Linked DNA regions of Ovis aries: regions 1 and 3 are each linked to region 2. The links are chromatin contacts, called in public Hi-C maps. All regions are on one chromosome and are shown on one strand. Each heading gives the region's core, a stretch centred on a gene start, on an enhancer-like site or on the middle of the called end of the contact. The rest is flanking DNA. Distances are from core to core; before and after follow the strand shown. Region 1 overlaps HEG1 (heart development protein with EGF like domains 1). Region 2 overlaps SLC12A8 (solute carrier family 12 member 8). Region 3 holds the start of LOC114111177 (DNA-directed RNA polymerase II subunit RPB1-like).

Evidence for each region. Hi-C and Micro-C count contacts between places; a contact is called where the count stands out from the background.
Region 1: a contact with region 2 is called in a Hi-C map of liver, with 3 times the contacts expected there. The contact joins two enhancer-like sites. A contact is called at or near these places in 6 of 16 Hi-C or Micro-C datasets (hypothalamus, liver, muscle and 2 more).
Region 3: a Hi-C map of tail adipose tissue shows a contact between it and region 2, with 5 times the contacts expected there. The contact joins the promoter of LOC114111177 here to the enhancer-like site in region 2. A contact is called at or near these places in 2 of 16 Hi-C or Micro-C datasets (omental adipose tissue and tail adipose tissue).

The regions. Positions count from the first base shown.
Region 1 is chr1:190,298,903-190,301,643 of ARS-UI_Ramb_v3.0, reverse strand. It overlaps HEG1 (heart development protein with EGF like domains 1), which reads left to right. Exons shown (of 17, transcript XM_060404378.1): 10 at 1,364-1,422; 11 at 1,744-1,904. Among named protein-coding and RNA genes, the nearest start is that of HEG1, 49 kb to the left of the region's middle. Within about 2 kb of position 1,398, at least 1 of the 54 cell types and tissues checked has an H3K27ac peak or open chromatin away from gene starts, as enhancers often do. A contact at or near this core is called in liver, where this site is marked.
Region 2 is chr1:190,461,586-190,464,285 of ARS-UI_Ramb_v3.0, reverse strand. All of the region lies in intron 5 of SLC12A8 (solute carrier family 12 member 8), which reads left to right. Among named protein-coding and RNA genes, the nearest start is that of SLC12A8, 59 kb to the left of the region's middle. Within about 2 kb of position 1,310, at least 9 of the 54 cell types and tissues checked have an H3K27ac peak or open chromatin away from gene starts, as enhancers often do. A contact at or near this core is called in liver and tail adipose tissue, where this site is marked.
Region 3 is chr1:190,210,341-190,213,040 of ARS-UI_Ramb_v3.0, reverse strand. LOC114111177 (DNA-directed RNA polymerase II subunit RPB1-like) reads left to right here and starts at 1,357. Exons shown (of 3, transcript XM_060397243.1): 1 at 1,357-1,419; 2 at 1,845-1,945. The coding sequence starts at 1,357. It overlaps TRNAG-UCC (transfer RNA glycine (anticodon UCC)), which reads left to right and starts at 827; the gene lies at 827-899.

The DNA.
Region 1 (2,741 bases), core at 149-2,648, 160 kb after region 2:
TGCAGCTGCCTCTTTGCTGGGCTGTAGGTCAATATTTCCTTCTAAGATAGTACAGGGGCTGAGAACCTCCTGCAGAGATATAGTCCTTCCCATTAGATGGTCTTCAGTGACCCATCTGCTTTGCTCAGTTTTACCCAATATCAGCTGGCTTCCCTGGTGGCTCAGTGGTGAAGAATCTACCTGTCAATGCAGGAGATGCAAGAGACACAGATTTGATTGCTGCGCAACCCAGGCATGGCAACCCACTCCAGTATTCTTGCCTGGAAAATCCCATGGACAGAGGAACCTGGTGGGCTGCAGTCCATAGGGTCGCAAAGAGTGGGACATGACTGAAGCAACAGCACACACGCACACACACCCAGTGTCAACATATAATTTATTAGTGATGTGACATCCCCACCCCCAAGAAGTAGCGAAGATGTAGGCTATGACTAGAGAGGACTTAGGCTGTGACTCAAATGGCCTTTCCCAAGATGCTCTTCTGTTCTGAAATGTGCTATTTCTGTTTTTTCCTGGGGAAAAAGAAAGTTTAATCATAATAAATCATTGCCTTATGAATATAAAGCAATGTTAATACAAAGACAAAAAAGGTTTGATAGCATCCTGTGAAGGATGAGATATGTCTGACCCACAGGCTTTGAAGACAGGTAGATTGCATTGGTCAGGATATTGAGACCCTCAGCTGCTTGAGAGGAAGCCCCAAGCCCCAGTTCATGCTATGGGCGGAGTGGGGATGCAGGCATGGTACATCATGCCCCACAGGGGTTTTCTGCTCTTTCCAAGGGCACAAGGCAAACACACGGAGTCACTCTTAATTTGCTCTCAACAAAAGGGCTCTTGACCCATGTAATGTAATTTCCCATGGAGAGCCTTTTTGAAGAGGATCTATCTGTGAGTTAGGTCAACTCATTGTAGATTATGAAGGGTCTGTGTAAGGCCTGCCAGACCTGAGGGAGCTGAAAGGAACCCAGCCTTTTCAGGAAGCCTTGTTCACTGTGCAAAGTCCAAATAAACAGTTGCCTCTGAGGTCGTTTGAAACCCTGGAGCAGATCTTAGACGAGATCTGTTCCTTTGAAGAGGTTTTGCATCCAAGGGTGCTATTCTGAACATCATTTCCTGCCAAGATTTCCCCCCACTGATTTACTATCTGCCTCTCTCCCTTTGTGTTCATGGAACAACAGAATAAGAGCAGAAAGGCATTTAAGAAAGGAACAAGAAAAAAGGACACCACTCTGTGTGAGGCTGCCTGCTGATAACTCGATGACTGGAAAAATGCCTGTTTGATCTTGAAAATAGGAAATTGGTTCTAGGTTCAAGGCTCTTTTGTCTGACTCACAGTTAATGATAAACCTCTTCCTTTCAGTTAAATGTGTGTTTCTCAACATTACCTGGTTATACCCGATCCACAGCTCATGTTTCTAGGTAAGTAGCAGGATTATATGTACTTGTTTGTGGACCAGTCCTATAGAAAGGGGAGGGTATTCTAACAAGTGTGATGGCAACAACACTGGCCCCTGTTTTGCCTGTAATGTAATTTCTCATGGAGAACCTTTTGGAAGAGGACCTATCTGTGAGTTAGGTCAGTTCATTGTAGGCTACGAGGGGTGATCCCAGGCCAAGGTCACGGAACCTTCATGCTGTCCCAGGCCCTCACTGGACAATGGGGAGGACACTCATTTTCCAAAAATTCTGGGACCCACATATCAGTTTAGGACAATTAAAATATGTATACTTTGCCTGTAGGGAGTCCAGTGTTGTGGTGATGTCACTGCAAGCCACCTTTTCCCTGGCCTCCAACGTGACGCTGTTCGACCTGGCCGACAGGATGCAGAAATGCGTCAACTCCTGCTGGGCCTCTGCTGAGGTCTGCCAGCTCTTGGGGTCTCAGAGGCGGATCTTTAGAGGTAAGAGAGGGGCCCTCTGGGAAGACCCCCCATCCAGTTACTCACAGACCTAGGGTAGAAGTGTAAGGCCTTCTGGGCGCAGGTCCAAGAAACTTGTCATAGAGCTGGCCTGTCTTTGAAATGGGTATTAACCACAAGGGGTTTGTGTGTGTATATCTTTGTATGTGCACCGACCCACACATGCACACACACACACACACGATCCTGTACACACAGCATTGAAGTCTCCCAGTCCTTGGCATGCTTTTTCTATTTCTCCTCTACAGCCTTGGTATTGGACGGGATATAGGAGCAGATGTAATGAAGCAGAAATCACTCTTCTTTCCCTTGAAAGGCTCCCTCCCTCTGGGGAGGTAGAATTCACACACAGAATGTACAACACTTGTCAATGGCCCGAAACCTTCATCATGACATGCCATTAGGTAAATAAAGCACATGCAGTGTCTCCCATCCTCCTGTGTATTTGTTTGCAGATTCTAAATGCGCAGAAACAAGATGAAGATTGGAGGCCAGATAGCTCATGGTGCCGTCCATGATTTCTCTTTTCTTGTTCTTTATCTGTTTTTGTCAAAAGCTTCTACAGAGCATCTGGTGTGAAACAGATGAATAAAGGGATTAGAAACAAGTTTGGAAGGCATATTTGGGTCTTGGAAGGGAGGTTTCACCTCTGGGATGGGAAAATTCTGCTGGAATCAAAAGTGCTTCCTCATGCAGGGGGGCCTGCCCCCGCTGCGTCTCGTAAGTGGTCTGAGCTGGCTCTGGTTGGCTCATTTTACTCACACAGGACTGGTGAGAGATGCAGAGTCAGAGTCAGCCTCCCCATCTGGTGCCCAGATG
Region 2 (2,700 bases), core at 61-2,560:
TTGCAGGAATACAGGGTTTAGAAGAAGAGAAGGAAAGAAATCTTACAGGGAGGGAAGCTTATACAAAGACCCAAGAGAGTATACAGCGAGGGTGCCTGGGGTTGGGGGTGGTGGGGAACAGGCAGTGCCGGCTCACCAAAGGCCTTGTCTGCTGCGCCAAGGGACTTGGGCTTTCCTTGAGACTCTGGGAAATGTGATAGTATTGTTATATTTTAGAAGACCAGTGGCTTGAGACAGGGGTGCAGAATGGAGGCAGAAACCCGATTTGAGAGGCTGTTGTTGGTAACCCAGAAAAGTAATGGTGATGCAGCCCTCTGCTGTGGGGGAGGGGCCGGTGAAGGAGAGATGGTGAGAGGCATCTCATCATCGAGATGGTGAGAGGCGGTGCAGGCGGAAGAGACAAGGCTGACCCCCGGGCTGGCTGGGCTGGCTGACTAGTGTCCTGCACGGGATCTGGCAGGAGCAGGGCCGGGGTGGGGGTTGGGGGGCGCGGCGGGGGCGGTGAGGGGTGTGGGAATGTAAGAGGTGAGTGAAGATCTGGCGATCCAGTCATAAGCGGTGCGGACGCGTAGGTGAAGCTCTGGGATGGGTGGAAGTTGTTTGGGGAGGGCGTGCTGATTTTGAAGCCAACAGAGCTGTATTTGTTAAGATGGAAATTAATTTCACCAGAAGAGACAATTTTCGCTGTTTGGGATTAAAAAAAAAAAAAAAAAAAAAAAAAACTCTGACAAAATTCCAAACATACAAAGTGAGTAGGCTAAAGATGTATATTCTTTCCTTAAGAATTCACCCCAGAAACTCTTCAGGTGACTGTTCCCTGTTCCACTCAGGGTGTAATGAGCACACCCATGCCTCTGCGGTTCTCTGGAACTCACTGTTGGCTTGGACTTGTGGCTACCGAAGAGAGCTTTGGGGTCTTCCTGGGTGGTCTTAAGGTCCTGGCAGGTAGTAGACATTGAGTAAGTGTGCAGGAACAAGTACGCTGAGTGTGAGATAGTGACACCATACTGCAGCCTCTTAGCCCTCCTGCAGTGATGAAAGCCCGTGTGGGGACACCCTTACCCTGGAACTTCAGCGCAGGGCCCCCCTTTCCCTGGGCCCCCATTCTCCTCTTGAGATGAAGACAGTTGCCCAGCTGCCCCCATGACCCTGTTGCATCGTCCTCCCCTCCCGACTTCCTGGCGGGCTCCTCTCCCTCCGCAGGGCTTCGTGCCCTTGCTGGGAAGCGGAAGGGTTTTCCTGCCCTGGGGAGGAAGGGCTGCCTGGAAGGGCCTTGCAGTACCCAGGATGGCCTCTGTGTGGAGTCGTGATTCTGGCTGTCCGCTCTGGGGAGCCCTGTCCCAGGGCGGCTCCCTCAGCCTTTACTCTCTGCTTACGGAGGGACCAGGAGGAAACCTGATGTCAAGTGGTTTGTGAGGTCCTGGTGTCTCACTTAAGAGGTGGCGCAGTACACACACCATATCGCGTGACCCTCACAGGTAACCCTGTAGGGGAGGCTGGGCAGGGTTGTTTTTTCCATCTCACAGATGCAGGGACAGTGGCCCAGAGAGGTGAAACAATTTCCAAGAACTCAGGCCTCAGTACCCAGCCCCCTTCCTGGTCCAGCTGAGAGAACAATGTCTTCTCAGCCCTGTTGATGAGTTCTTTAAATGAGTTTCCCAGCCTCTGTCCCTGGGGTTCTCGACCCTGCCTGCACATTAGAAACACTGGGAGATCCTCGTGGGGAGAAAAAGAAGAATCCCTGGCCCCAAGTGGATCCCTGACCAAGTGGATCAGCACAGCTGGGACGGGCCGTTGGTGTGTATTTTCAAGTGTTCCGGATGATCCCACATGTAGCCAGGGTTGAGAACCCTGCTCATGTAGGCTCGGCTCTGTTCTCAGTGAAATAAAAACCAAATGTGACGGGCCAAGACCTCACTTGCTCAGGGTGGCAGAATCCTGGAGACTGGTCTGACGATCTCACTGCTCTGGGAATGGGCTCAGGGCAGGGACAGGAGCTCTTAGCCCCAGAACAAGGACTTGTCCCTCCTTCCTCTGTGTCTCCCTTGACCAGCGCTTATGTGGCAGAACCTGCTTGTTTGTGTGTATGGAGGTAATGAGCACCAGCTCTGGGTCAGACACTTCACATATATTTTATTTTATTCTTGAAACAGCCTAGTGCTTTGGGTCAGATGGTGATCCCCATTTTATAGATGAGGAAGTTAAAGTCCTGAGAGGTTGTGCAGCTTTACTGAGGCTGCAAAGTCAGTGGCTCAGCTAAGCTTTGAACTCTGAGCTTGGGCTCCAAAGTGCTGCTCCATGGTGCTTTTCTGGGCATAGCCTGGGAGGAAAGTGGTAGGAATGTTCTCTTCCACCAAGAATTCTCTACTGCTCCCCTTCTCCTGTGGATCAAGGGGTTCTGAGGCCCTGCCAGCCTCTGTGAGCCCACTTGGGCCTTTATGAGGGCTCAGAGCTTGCTGGGGGAGCAGGAGATGAGGTGGAGGACTGTGAGGCAAGATCAGAAGCTGGAACCAGGTGCTGCAGCAGCTAAAATGTGGTTCCCAAAGGCCACCAGGGACAGAGACAGGAGACAAGCTAGCTGACCAGGACCGAATTCAAGGCAGGGCCTGGTGTGGGTCAGGGCTGGGGGCTGCTCCCTACATAGCTGGACACTCCCCTCTGGTCCTCAGGCACCACCCTTCTTCCTGGAGAGCACTGGGT
Region 3 (2,700 bases), core at 108-2,607, 250 kb after region 2:
ACAAGTTAGCCTGTACACGCACACATGTCAAAGCTTTAAACATGTTCCGTTTACATAAAGTATACCTCAATAAAATTGTAAAAGAAAGCAGAAAGAAGTAGGGAAGGAGGAAGAACTGATACGCAGTAATACGGATGAATTTCACAGTGTGCTGAGGGAGAGAAGCCAGACACTAAAACAGCACATACCTTATGACTCCATTTATATACATTTCCAGAAAAACCAAACTAGTCTCCAGTGACAGAAAGCAGGTCTGTACTTGCCTGGGCTAGAGGGTGGAGAAAAGAAGGGACTGCGAAAGGGCAAGAGTAAACTTTCGGATGTGATAGAAACGTTCTGTATCTTGATTGTAATAGTGGTTTCACGTGAACATACATCTATCAAAGCTCATTGAGTTTTATACTTTAAATGGATTCATGTATTGAAGTAAATTATATCTACCTCAATAAAGTGAGTTTTAAAAGAATTTTAAAATGCCTTTGTTTAACTCTTGCTTCCTGGAATCATTCAAGCTGAGAATAACACAAAACATATGGGCCTGAGAGGTATCTTTGCTTGGGAGAAATACTTAAATGGGCCTCTCAGCTATGTAAGAGTTAATCCCAAATCCTATTCCTGAATGAAGACTTTGGGGACAACAGGGAACTCACCTGCTGTGTAATAACAAAAATTTTTGCTTTCACTAAGGTTAGAGTTAACATTCTGGCTAATATTCACGAGGTGTTACTGGCTTCATTCCTCTGCCTGGGGCTAAATTGCAAAGGGAGTTGGGGTCTTAGACTTTTAAAGTGGGAGAATTGGATTAAAAAGACCCTCATCCAGGACTTCCCTGGTGGTCCAGTGGCTAAGACTCTGTGCTTCCAATGCAGGGGGCCCAGGTTCAATCCCTGGTCAGAGAACTAGATTCCACATGCCACAGCTGAGTTTGAAACCCACAACTAAAGATCCCACATACCACATACCATGTGTCCCAACTAAGACCCAACACAGCCATATATATATATATATATATATATATATATATATATATATATAAAGAGTTAGCAAAGTTAAAAAAAAATAAAATAAAAGACTCATCCAAGAGATAAACTGCTTCCTGAAACGTGAGAGGTCAGGGGCTAAGGAACAAGAGGCAAGTAGGGGACCTTCGAGGGGGGATGTGGCTTGTGAACAAGCAAGAGTCACAATATCAAGTAATCTGTTTTGAGTTATTCTCTTTCTTTCCCTCCCTGACCTGTCACCCACAGGCTCTCAGTAAAGTTAAATGCTACAACATTATATTAACTGCTTTTGAGAACATTAGTGGGGGACCATGTCCATACAGGGATATGTGGGGAGCCAGGGAAGCTTGGAGACATGAATACACAGTTGTTGGAGGTAGTCATCAAAGAGACCCACAGTAGTGATCCACAGCAAAAGGTGATAAAAGCTCAGCAACAAACAGTCTGGGGAAACACATGAGGACATCTCAGGGATTCTCAGAACTACAGCTGGAGGAAACTGGATTTCCTGCACTCCATGGCAGCACGAGGGGCCCAGACTCTATTACTGGGTATTTAGAGGAATGGTGACCTCCTAAAATGTGATAACTTGGGGATGTTTGGGATATAAAGACATTAACATTCCCCCCTCCACCCCATAATCTCCCGAGGACGTTTGGATGGACTGTCCTGAGTTATTTTGGACTATGAGACAGAAAAAATAATCCATAAGGTCTGGTTCATAAAAGCTCAAGAGAGACCTACGTTATGTGACCAAACCCTAACTAGTAATTGCCTCTGTTGGCTTTGACGTCAGTTGATGACTGGACTTTGAACCCGAGAGAGAGTTTAAAAGAAAGATAGCTGGAGGCAAATCATTTCCTTCCTGGATTACCTAGCGAGAACATCCAAAATGAAAGCCTTCACTCACCTCGCTCTTCTTGCCCTCCTTTTTCAAGCCTTAGGTAAGAAACACTTAAATTTTTTTTCATTCCTTTAATCATATTTGTTGTCTCTGAGATAGAATCAGCAGGCTTAAGCTACTAGTTCCCACCGCCCCATTAGGTGGACTGTGTTGTGGATGAAGTTTTCTAGGGGCTCAAAGGCACAAGGCATTTCAGTCTGTGATGAAGGCAGATAGAACAGTAGTGAAAAGAAATTTCTGGACTAGGATTTGGGGTTCAGAGAGCCTGAGATTTGCCTTGAAAGTCCTGAGGCCAGACAAGAGCAATTTAGTAGTTCCAAGGGCTCATTGCTCTAGAATGTCCTTCTCTTTAACCCCCAAATGTCATTTGGGTTCTAATACAGAGCATGCTGCTAAGTCACTTCAGTCGTATCCGACTCTGTGCGACCCCATAGATGGCAGCCCACCAGGCTCCCCCGTCCCTGGGATTCTCCAGGCAACAACACTGGAGTGGGTTGCCATTTCCTTCTCCAATGCAGGAAAGTGAAAAGTGAAAGTGAAGTCGCTCAGTCGTGTCCGACTCTTAGCGACCCCATGGACTGCAGCCTACCAGTCTCCTCCATCCATGGGATTTTCCAGGCAAGAGTACTGGAGTGGGGTGCCATTGCCTTCTCTGAATACAGAGCATGGACCTGGTTTAATCCCTGAATGTGGCATGAAGTTTTCTGCCCCTTATACTTGGGAATTAGCGTTTGCCTCTGGGCAAATCCCTTAATCCTCTGAGTGTTGGTGGCACTCCTGTCAAATGCTGATGCT